Linked DNA regions of Sus scrofa: region 2 is linked to region 1. Evidence: chromatin contacts called from public HiChIP or PLAC-seq data. All regions are on one chromosome and are shown on one strand. Each heading gives the region's core, a stretch centred on a gene start, on an enhancer-like site or on the middle of the called end of the contact. The rest is flanking DNA. Distances are from core to core; before and after follow the strand shown. Region 1 holds the start of ACSL1 (acyl-CoA synthetase long-chain family member 1). Region 2 has its middle 29 kb from the start of HELT.

The links. HiChIP or PLAC-seq counts read pairs in DNA pulled down with a chosen protein or histone mark.
Region 2: a contact with region 1 is called in an H3K27ac HiChIP or PLAC-seq map of skeletal muscle. The contact joins the enhancer-like site here to the promoter of ACSL1 in region 1. A contact is called at or near these places in 1 of 5 promoter capture datasets (liver), 6 of 47 Hi-C or Micro-C datasets (liver, psoas muscle and skeletal muscle) and 2 of 2 datasets of contacts at active chromatin or transcription factors (alveolar macrophages and skeletal muscle).

Annotation. Positions count from the first base shown.
Region 1 is chr15:45,930,188-45,935,948 of Sscrofa11.1, reverse strand. ACSL1 (acyl-CoA synthetase long-chain family member 1) reads left to right here and starts at 2,837. Exons shown (of 21, transcript NM_001167629.2): 1 at 2,837-2,880.
Region 2 is chr15:46,056,198-46,061,958 of Sscrofa11.1, reverse strand. No RefSeq gene overlaps it. Among named protein-coding and RNA genes, the nearest start is that of HELT, 29 kb to the left of the region's middle. Within about 2 kb of position 3,453, at least 8 of the 83 cell types and tissues checked have an H3K27ac peak or open chromatin away from gene starts, as enhancers often do. A contact at or near this core is called in skeletal muscle, where this site is marked.

The DNA.
Region 1 (5,761 bases), core at 1,588-4,087:
TAGCTGATGGTCGCGGAATAACCCCATAAATTGTGAAACTTTTAAAAATGATTAGGAAGCAAAGTTGTCGGCATTTTTGTAAAGTGCCGAAAAGGACCCGAGGAATTATTTCATCTAGCTGCCTTACTTCCTGAGGAGAAACCTGAACTTCTGGGGAATGAAGTTGCTTCCCATTGTCACACAATAGTTTCTGCCAACAGAAGTGGGACTCGAGATGCAATGGATGCCTGTCCCACTCTTGAGCTGAGAAGCCACCTGCATTAAGGGCTAAAACCCAGGGACAGGCATGCTATAGGGGGAAAATGTCTTGGAGAGGAAGGGGATAAGAGGAGACAGCCAAGGACAACTGTCACGTGTTATGGGTTGAACTGAGGGCCCCCCACCCTATATATGTTGAAATCTTAACCCCTAGAACTTCAGAATGTGACCTTGTCTGGAGAGAGATTCTTAACTGAAGTAATCACGTTAAAATGAGGGCATTACTATAGACCCTAATCTAGTTTGACTAGTGTCATTGCAAGGAGAAATCTGGATACAGGCACATAAGAGGGAAAACCATGTAAGGGGACATAGGGAGAAGAAGCCATCTTCAAGCCAATGAGAGCTGCCTGGAACAGTCTTCCTGCACGGCCTGCAGAAGGAACCAACTCTGCTCACACTATTTTATTTCATTTTATTGCTTTTTAGAGCAGCACCTGTGGTATATGGAGGTTCCCAGGCTAGGGGTCAAATAGGAGCTACAGCTGCTGACCTATACCACAGCCACAGCAATGTGGGATCTGAGCTATGTCTGTGACCTACACCACAGCTCACAGCAATGCCAGAACCCCAACCCACTCAGCAGGGCCACAGATTGAACCCAAATCCTCACGGATACTAGTTGGATTTGTTTCTGCTGTGTCACAATGGGAACTCCTATTTTTTCATTTTTCTTTTTGTTCTTTTTAGGGCCAATACGGTAGTTCCCAGGTTAGGGGTCGAATTGGAGCTGCAGCTGGCAGCCTACACCACAGCTCAAGGCAACACCAGATCCTTAACCCACTGAGCAAGGCCAGGAATCGAACCTGCAACCTCATGGTTCCTAGTCGGATTCGTTAACCACTGAGCCATGATGGGAACTCCCTATTTTTCTTTTAAATGGAAAATCCAGATCTAGAAGCTCTAGATGGGAGTTCCCATCACGCAGCGAAAATGATCCGACTAGGAACCATGAGGTTGCAGGTTCGATCCCTGGCCTTGATCAGTGGGTTAAGGATCTGGTGTTGCCGTGAGCTGGGGTGTAGGTCAGAGATTCGGCTCAGATCCTGTGTTGCTGTGGCTCTGGTATAGGCCGGCAGCTACAGCTCCAATTAGACCCCTAGCCTGGGAACCTCCATGTGCTGCAGATATGGCCTTAAAAAGCAAAAAAAAAAAAAAAAAAAAGACCTAGATGGAGAAGGAGCTCAAGGAGAAGTGACCTGTTACAGAGGCCATCAGAATGCGGAGTGCCCCCACCATCACTGTAGCACAGCGCTGAAAACGCTGTGGGAGGAAACAATTACTGTGGCCACTGTTCAGATGTTCTGGGACTGTGAGAGAAGCCCAGTGACAGTCCTTAGGCTACTGTCATACAGTCAGCCTGAGTATTGTCACATAGTTAAGGTTGAGTATGAGGCCTGAGTGAGCACAAGCTCACACCAAAGTCAGTACAAGTACATTCGCCTATTACGGACTGCTCTGGAGGCAGATTGCCTGAGGCCCAGTGTACTTCTGCCCTCACTAGCTTTCGACCTCCCCGTACCTCTGTGTCCTCATCTGTAAAAAGGGACTAATGACAGCACCCATCTCATAAGGTTATGATGAAGATTCAATAGGATAATTGTGAAATGTTTCAGTAAAGGCTGTCATTATTAGAGGCATTATAAAAATAATTCTTCTCATGCCTCAAACTCAAAGCAGTTCCAGATAAGAGCCGGCCATGCAGTGCTGGACACAAGTACCACTGTAACCAGGACCTCGGTTATTAGAGGTTAAGGTACCAGCAGACCTCAGGGGGCTAAGAGGAACAATAACATTTGGGCTAGGAGCCTGAAAAAAGCTGGCCTCTGAAAGGCCCCTAATGGGCATCGCATGGATGCAGACAGTAGCCCTCAAAACCGCACCGCCAGGGCTGAGCAGCAGACAGGCCCCAAGAACTTGGCAGGTGAACACTGCCATTAGTGACGTGGAACCAGTGCGCGGCCCCAGCTATACCCGGGGTGATCTCTTCGGTTGCTTCATGTCCAGGCAGCTGCAGAAGTACAGACTGGGGCCTTCCCAGCCAGGTCTGTGGCAAAACCCCACGTGGGAGCAGTGGTGAAACCGGGTTAAAAGGAGTCCTGCACATCGTTGCCAAATAAAATAGGAAAAGAAAGCCCCCGCCCGCCAAATCAGCGGGGCACGCGGTTGCGGAAGGAAGACACGAAAGGGCGTCTCCCGGCCTCCAACTGCACCGCAGACTTCTGGGCTGAACCGCCACAATTTGCTCTTTGCCCCCCTCGGATTCGTTATGAAATCCCGGGACAGTTAGGGCTACTTCAGAGGCGTTTCCCCAACGCTTCCCGGAACTCCCCCACCTGCTGCCCGGCCGGCACGCGCGCGACCTGACGGGAAGGCCGGCGCGCGGCGGGTGGGCGGGACCTGATGTGGGGGCGTGTTCTGTGATGGGGCGGGGCCTGAGAACCGGGCAGGGCGGGCGCGGCACGCGCACCGGCAGCAGCCTGTCTCCACAGCGGTAGGGGCTGGGGCACAGCCAGCTCACGGCGGCGACGGCGGCGCCCTTAAATAGCATTCGGAGCCAGTGCAGGGCAGGCAGTGGGCTGCGGTGACAGCCGGCGGCGAACCGCCTGGCCTGCGGAGGAGGTGAGTGCTCCTGCCGCGAGGAACCGTGTCCGTGCACGCTGTGGCCCCGAGGTCTTAGCGGAGCCGCGAGGCTGATGCTGCTCCGCCGGCAGGAGCCTGGGAGGCGGCGGCCTCAGCAGAGGCGCGCGAGCCGGCCCTCGGCTAGCCGGGACGTGCCGCTTTTCCGGCCTCTGCCCTGCGGCCCCCTGGGTTCCCGCTGCAACTGAGGCCTCCGGGCCGCCCGAGCCGCCGCCGCTTCCTGTGCCGGAGCCGGGGATATCGGCCCTCGGCTCCCTGCGGACGGCGCCGGGCTGGTGCACCGCGGCGTGTGGGTGACGCGGGCCGCGGGACTGGATCCTTATTTTTATGACGGCGAGGACCGGCCTGGCGAGAAGCGGGACCCGGGGCTGCAGATGCGAGGGATGATCCCGCGGCGCGGTGACGGTGCTCTCTCGGTCCGACCTCCCTCCTGCCCCTGGGCGGGGTTTGAGGCGCGCTCCGATCGCGCGTGGACGCATCGGTGCAGGCTGTGACCCAGCCTCCGCGCGATGGTGGCTCCTGCGCGCGGCGCTTGCGGGAGGGTCAAAGGCAGCATCGGAAGCGGGTTGCCACATGTGGAAATTCTCGCGGTGCCTCCACAGTAGTGCCCGTGCCGCTGCGCAGAGCTGTGATGGAGTGAGTCATTTGAGGAGTCTGGCATTTTTTGAAAATAGGAAGCAAAAATGATGCTATCTATCACCTTGCAGCCTAGACGGAGAGTGCTGGTAGGTGGCTTGAACGAACACGTGGACGAGAACCTAGAGACGGATGCTCTCGCCAATCAGTGTGTACGTTAGAATAGCACACCCCTTCCTCACCCAACCTACTTCCAAGGTTATGGAGCTTAATTAAGACCATTATAAAAGTGCCCTTGCCTTTTAAAGTTCAGACTTCTAAGCTTCTTGTTAGTGCAGGAATAAGTGCCCCAACTGTTAATATGCTTCCTTTTATTTTCTAAATTTATTTTTTATTTTATTTGTTTTATTTTTTGGCCCCACCTGGGGCATGTGGAAACTCCTGGGCCAGGGATGGAACCCGTGCCACAGCAACGACCGGAGCAGCTGCAGGGACAACCCCAGATCCTTAACCCGAAGCACTATAAGAGAACTCCCCTTCCTTTAGACCAAGAGAAACTGCTTAAATTCCAGTTTCTGACACAAATTTCATCTATGATTATCTCACTGTAAACAGTTATTTACTTAAACACTTAAACAAAAAGCCAATCAAAGCCTTCTGGCTGATTGAGCATTTTCAGGTGGAGGTGGCAGGTCAGGTTGATTTAAAACCTAAGGTGTGAGTTGACAGTCTGGTTGGGTGGGCTTGAGAAGGTGGACTTTTAAAGGAAACCTTGCTTCCCATCAGTGTGGAGCCAGGCTTGGGAGTCTTGTTCTTTTTTGGGGGGGGGGACTTTTTAGGGCCTCACCCAAGGCACATGGAAGTTCCCAAGCAAGGGGTTGAATCAGAGCCACAGCTGCCAAGCTACACACAGCCACAGCAACACCAGAACTGAGCTGTGTCTGCAACCTACACCGCAGCTCATGGCAACGCTGGTTCTTTAACCCACTGAGCGAGGCCAGGGATCAAACTCACATCCTCACAGATACTGGTCGGGTTGTAACCACTAGCCACAGTGGAACTCCTAGGCTTTTAAATTTGGGGCATTTAGAAAGTTCCTGTGTGCCAGCAGCTGCAGGTTCAGTCCCTGGCCTGGGAATTTCCACATGCCTTGGGTGTGGCCAGCAATATAGTGATTAGTTAATTGGGAACATTTAAGAAATAGAGACTTGGGACAAACTCAGGTAGAGGCAGGTATATCATACAGGTTGAGTTTTCATAGCTATGGCTACTTTTGGATGAGGTTTGGAATGGCTGCAAGTGTCCCCAGGTGCCACAGTGTTGTGCTTATTTAAATGTCCAGGTCTTGCCACATTTTTTGTTTTTGATGTAGCTGTTTTGTGAAAGTTTGAAGAAGAGGCTGAGGAAAGATGACGTTTGTTTTGTCATCATAGTTTGGGAAGTTCTCCTCTCTTCAAGTTTCACTTTTCTGGCAAGAGCTAGATTATAGGAAGTCATTTCCAGATCTGCTACTCAGAAACCTTAGAGGAATAGTTTTTTAAGGTCAGTTGCCGATTTATTGTGTAAATTTGTCACTTAAGCCACATGTCCATTATTCTTTTGCCATTACTGTCTGTTATAACCAAATTCTGTCAATGTTGACAGAATTAATAATGTTTTACCAACAGTATTGTTTGGATGATGCAATAGGTGAGATTCCTGTGTTAGCAAATTCAGAAGAACTTCCTTTAAGGCAGCTCAGAGCTGTAGGTATCCTAAGGCCTCTTCAAGCTGCTCTCTGACAGGCCACTGCCAGTCAGGAGGGAGCTGGAAGGTGCCAGAGTTTTTATTGAAGGTCATCGGTCCAACTTGGTGTTCAGACAAACACGTTAGCATCACTTTGCTTTGACACTCCTGCATGGAGACCAAGTCTCAGTGAAGAGAGCTTATCTGAAGCTACCAGGGGTTGAGTTTGTGTCAACGTTCTATTACTTACAGGACCTTCGGAGAGCTTTTAAACCATCACGAGGCCTGAAGACAGAGCTGAACTTGATGATCTAGAGAGTAAAGTCACCCAGTGCTCATGTCTGCAACTTAAAATCATTTCCTCTGGTTCCTTACTTAAAATGCTGAATGCCAGCTCTTAAAAAATCCTAGCTTGGGAGTTACTGTCGTGGTGCAACAGAAACGAATCCCAATTAATGCCCATGAGAACACAGATCCCTGGTCTTGCTCAGTGGGTCAGGGATCGGTATTGCCATGAGCTGTGGTGTAGGTCACAAACTCGGGGCTCGGATCTGACATTGCT
Region 2 (5,761 bases), core at 2,204-4,703, 130 kb before region 1:
GACCCAACCCGCAACCTCATGGTTCCCAGTCGGATTCGTTAACCACTGAGCCACGACGGGAACTCCAAAAATAAAAATCTTAAAAAAATTTTTCCACGTTGAAGATTTTTTGAAAAAATTTTAGAAGGAACTCCTAAACCCAAGGTTTTAAATTAGAATCACTCACCCTGTGTCTGGACTCACTGAGGTTCAGGTTCTTCATGTCTCTGCACAGAAGGAATTCAGCGAGAGACAAGGAGATAGGCAAGAAATAGATTTATTAAGATAGGACGCTTGTGAGAGATGCAAGCGGACAGGCACAGAAGCTCTGCCCAGAGGATCCCATGGGCTACAGGTTTTACTATCCAAGGGGAGTGGGGGTTGGAAAAGCCCGCCTCTTCCTTTCTAGGAGTATTAGCTCCTCCTTGTATCTGGTGAAGTGTGTATTCAAATCCGCAGAAGGGTGGTCCTGAAACCCTTGCCCTTGGTCTGAGTATGAATGCAGGCCTGATGCCATCTGCCACCTGAGGCAATTCTCAAGGCTCCACTAACAAAATAAGCCTGCTTTGTGCTGATGGTTTTCTTGATCAATTTATTAATTTACAGTGATCTCCCAATGTCCCCTGTTTCCTCTTTAAATGTGGTCCTTTATCAGGACTTCTACAACTACCTGTGCCTACTCCACCCCTATCATTACCTCAGTAAAGCTGATTTGTTTTTTTTTAAAGACTAGTCTTAACTCCTCATTGTTGTATTTCATACTTCCACCACTAGGTGTCCCCCTGGCTAGCAAGATGTATGCGGAATGCTACCTTCTCGCACTGCGTTTTTGGAATAAAGGACAAGGGCTGAACAAAGTGATGTTTTCTTGCTTCCTGAGGAGGGGCAGAGGAAGGGGAGGGAGGGGGGTCTTTCTGAAGCGGACTTGTGTTCTGGCGAAACCATCCTTTTATTTTTATTTTTTTAATTTTAATTTTTTTTTTTTTTTTTTTTTTTGGTCTTTTTGCCTTTTCTAGGGCCGCTCCTGGGGCATATGGAGGTTCCCTGGCTAGGGGTCTAATCGGAGCTGTAGCCACTGGCCTATGCCAGAGCCACAGCAACATGGGATCCAAGCTGCATCTGCTACCTACACCACAGCTCATGGCAACGCTGGATCCTTAACCCACTGAGCAAGGCCAGGGACCGAACCCGCCACCTCATGGTTCCTAGTCGGATTCGTTAACCACTGCACCACAACGGGAACTCCAAACCATTCTTTTAATACAGAGGAAGAGTTATCAGTAAGCTGAAGGGTTTGGCTGTCTGAATCAACAGATTAAATGTGATAGGAACACTGTCAGAACTTAATTTGCACCATGGGAAATGAATGTGGCCCAGAATAGATACAGGACATGATTAACTGCCACTGGAGAGAGGATGGGCCTCTGGAGAGAGGGAGCGTTGAACATATGGAGCTAGGAGCTGCCCTAGACCCACACTTGGGCCCAATCAGTGGAGGGTCCTTTGCAGATATGCAGAGAAACTAATGCTGTGTGTCTTTTGGGATGGACGCCCACTTAAAGCCAAAGTCATTTTCACTCTAGGGTCTCCTGGAAGCTGCAGCACTCACTGCCAAGCCATAATCAATGATGGGTCAGTTGCTGGATCACCAGGGGTCTGGATTTCTCTGCTTTGCAGGTGGACTTTGAGGGCACCTAGAATACACTTGGTGATCTACAGCAAGCCCAGAATGGAAAGAAACTGCATTCATTCAATCAGAATGCTGCTGCAAGGGAGACTGTCTCCCTGAATTCTCCTACCCAGCCAGCATCCTTCTCCTGCCCACAACCACCCTGAAACTGTAGCAGATTCCTCAGGAGACCTGACCTGGAGCAGAGTCCACATCCTGGATCCATTGCTTCTCTGGTGCAGTAGCTAGGAGCCGGGCCTTGGGCATGTGGTTTAGCCTCTCCAGGGCCCCTCTGCTGTAGAATCTGTTTTCCTATAAACTGTGGTACTACTGGAGTTTTCATAGCTTGTAGTGAATGAGATAATGTGGGAAGTGTTTGGTGCAGAATCTGACCCCTAGTATAAATGTTTAATAGGTGGTGTCTAGTATTAAGGGGCTCTTTGGACAAGGAAAGGGCCACTACCTTTGCATCTCTTCAGTGATTATAAAGAATTGCTTTGCTCAACCCTTGTCTCAGCCAAAATGGAACCGCTCAGATCTCCATGGACAAGTACTGATATTCAAGTATTGCCAGGTGTGTGCTTCCACTTTGTGCTAAATGGCACACCTCGGGTGTAAGTTACCTGCCCTCCCAGGAGCTCAGAGTCTAGTGGGACACACACTCACAAAGGAAAACAACAGGTGATATAAGGGCTCTAAGAGGCATGGCTGCAGGGGAGTTGGGAAGGCTTCCTAGGAGGATCTCGGAGGATGAGTGAATGTCCCAGCTGGTGTGAGCAGAGGGAACGTGGGGTGGGAAGTGTGCACAGGGTCAGGGCCTGAAGCATAGCACAGCAAGTCTGAGAGTTGGGAGCCTGGGGGCTGGCAGGAGAAGGGACCATTGGTGGAGGGCAGACACTGAAAGGCTTTGTTTATCCCCCTGGAGAGTTTGAATTTGACCTTTAGAAAGCTTTTAAGAAGATTGGTCTCAAGAAGAATGACGCTTAGATGGAGTGGAGGCTGCAGTGGTGGAGCCTGGAGCCGGGAGGCTGGTGGGTGGATTGTTGCTGAGCCAGGTGGGAGGAGGAAGCCTGAAATAGAGGGGTTGCTGCTGAGTGGTGGCTCTGACCGGCTCTACCAGCTTGGGGGCCAGTCAGCAAGGGGTGAAGGAGAGCGAAGAGGAGGGTTGGTCCTGAGTCCCTAGCTTGGGGAACTGCACAGATGCTTCTGAGGGCGATAAGAGGGCCAGGCTGAGGCATGTGAGCTGGAGATGCTGGTGGACAGCCTCTTGGTTGGGGATGGGGGTGTCGCTGTGGAGGTGAGGTGGAGCCCTGTCTGGCTTTGCCAGAAGTTTGGGGAATTTTGGGGGCTGTGGAATTAGATGAAGCTTTTGTGATAAGTTAAATCATTCCCGTCACTTAGACCCTTTAAAAGCTGTATGAGTTATTTCAAGTCTGAACTGCCCGCCAGATCTTTTTTTTTTTAATAGCCCACAGAATTTTAATATCCAACAAAGAATTTTTAAGAGTTAAATTTATAAAATTATATGAGGACAAAAAGAGATGTGGCCACCAGATCTTAACACCTCTGTGCATGGTGTAATAAATTGCAAAGAATGATCACGAGTACACATTAACCATCTGCTTCATACGGCTAATGGGATGTCCTTTTACTAACTTCTAGAATTTCAACAGAAGTCCAAACTTTTCGGCTTCTGGGACCAAATGTTGTGCATGATATGTGCTCCACCTCAGTGGACAGAGGCCTACATGCACAGCTTCTAGAGTCCATCGCCAGAGCCAGCATGGCCTCCCGTGTCCTCCACAGCCCTGGGCCAGTGTCCTCAGGGTGGCTCTGTTGCACAACGAGGACCTCATAAACCTTCTGAATCAACAGAGACTGAACAACATCCAGGATGGTTTAGCATCAATGATCATTTTTGCCTTCAAGCATATTGAAGCTCTGTAAGCTTTCCCTACCACCCTTTCTAGCCCTTAATTCCCCTGCTATAGTCTGTGTCTGAGGAATGAGATGGATCCTGTAACTGGAAGATGAACTCGGTCAGAGGCCCCTGTTTCCCAGTCATGTCATATTACATATCATGTAGCTAAACTGAAGATGCCACGTTTTACTGGTAAAATAAATACAATCTGAATGTTAAACATCTTTCAATGGAGTGGAAATCAGGAGAGTATGCATACAAAATATCACACATATATTTCAGATCACATTTCAGCTAATCCTTTTACCTTCAAAGGTCTAACACTGATTGCTAAGTTGTTAGAGAATCAGGCTGTGGCAGATGGCAGACTCACAAAATATTTTTGTGGCCATAACTCAGAAACCCCTTTAGCAGAGCACTAGGTTTTCCAGATTAATGCCCTCTTTTTGCCCCCATTATTATAAATTCACTCTTCTCTACCAACAGGAGGGGCAAGATGTGTGCCCAGGGCAGGGAGTGCCCTGAGGTGGGGGGACTGAGGGTCTAGGCCCTGCCCCTCTAGCACTGTGTCCACCTTCACCCCCTGCGCCAGCACAGAGCCTGCGCTGTTTCCTCCAGGGCCTGTTCACCATATTGGCGGCGTCAGCCCTGAAATATGTTACTTCTACAATTGTCAACAAAGTCTTGTCATTTTTGGAGGCTGTGCCCATGGAGAACAAGGGCCACATCCCCTTGTCTGCCCAGATGTGCTTCTGCCCATCAGATAACTTAAACGTCCTTCTGCAGAGGAATGAGAGGCCTTCTGTCCAGTTTGGCTCAGCCAGGGAGGCCGAGGTCCAGGGGGACAGGGCGGGACTGAGGCAGTGTGAGCAAATGGCCCCGTTCATATCCCATCTGCACCCCAAACCCAGTGTGTCCTGCTTCTACTAGGGATTTGAGGTGACTGTTGTGACCTGGAGAGACTGTGAGATAAGGTCACTGCGTGTGGGCAGGAGCTGGTCTTCTCTGCAGAAGGTGGGCTTATCATCTGGGGGAACCCAAACCCTCTATCAGAAACCCCAAGGCGGGTGTTGACCTTGGCTGGGCAGGGAAGGGAGTCTCTCCCTCCCTCTCTTTAGGATTCTGACCATGTGCCAGGCCTTGGGGACTGATGGCCCCTGTTGTGGGAGCTGGGCAGGGAGGTGCCTGGGGAGGCCTTCATGCTGCTGTGACTAAGTTCTGTGATATGACTGGTTTTAAACCAAATCATCCAGGTGCATCTGTCCAAATTTCCCTTTTAGCAAAGCATTGTGTGTGCGCTGCTGATCTCCACATACTTCCCCTCTCTCCACCCAGCCTCTGACACACCTGGGCGTAGGTGGCCTCAGTGTGTAGCAGATTCCAAGGGTGAGGTCAGTTTTTAAAGATAAGGGTTGAGAGGCTTGGAGTAAAAGATAAAAGACAGAGATCGTAAAAAAAGATAATAAAGATTCTCCTTTCATTGATGACCATGGATGAGCCAGCTTCCAGAGAAGCAAGCCCTAACAGTAAGCAAGGCAGAAGCCCAGACAGGTAGACTGACAGCTTAAGTGGCCAGAGGTGCATGCAGGTGAATAGAGTGTGGAGCCTGAGGCCCTGGTGTCCAACCTGCAAAGCCACCTGCACGGGATTCCACTCCCCGGGAGTGGGCTGTAGGGAATCGGGCAGGTGCCTAGGAACCAGGAGAAGGAGTCCAGGGAGGGGCTTGAGGCAGGTACTCAAGGAGCAGAACAAGATCCTGTGTCCTGACACTGCAGTATGAGGCAGAGCCCAGTGATCAGGCCTAGGCTGCACAGTCTGCATGGCCGTGGCCCCCAGTCAGGCTGCTGGCCACTGGATGTCAAGCTACTGACCCTTCCCCTTCTCCTGCAGTCAGGAACCAGGCGGCTTCTAGAGTTGTGCCGTCCAATATGGTAGCGTGGCTTTTAAATTTAATTTTTAATTAAGTGAACATTTAAAAAAAAATCAAGGATTCAGTTCCGGATTTGCACTCACCGCAATCAAGTACTGAACAGTGAGTATGGCTAGCGCCTGGGGCAGCACAGATCCCAAGGTCACAGGAAGTTCAACTAAACAACACTGGGCTGTGCTGAGCTCTGGCTTTAGGCAGGGAAAGAAGGGAATCAGTGGACCAAGACGTTCCTGACATGTCGAGGAAGAGCAGCAGAGTGGCC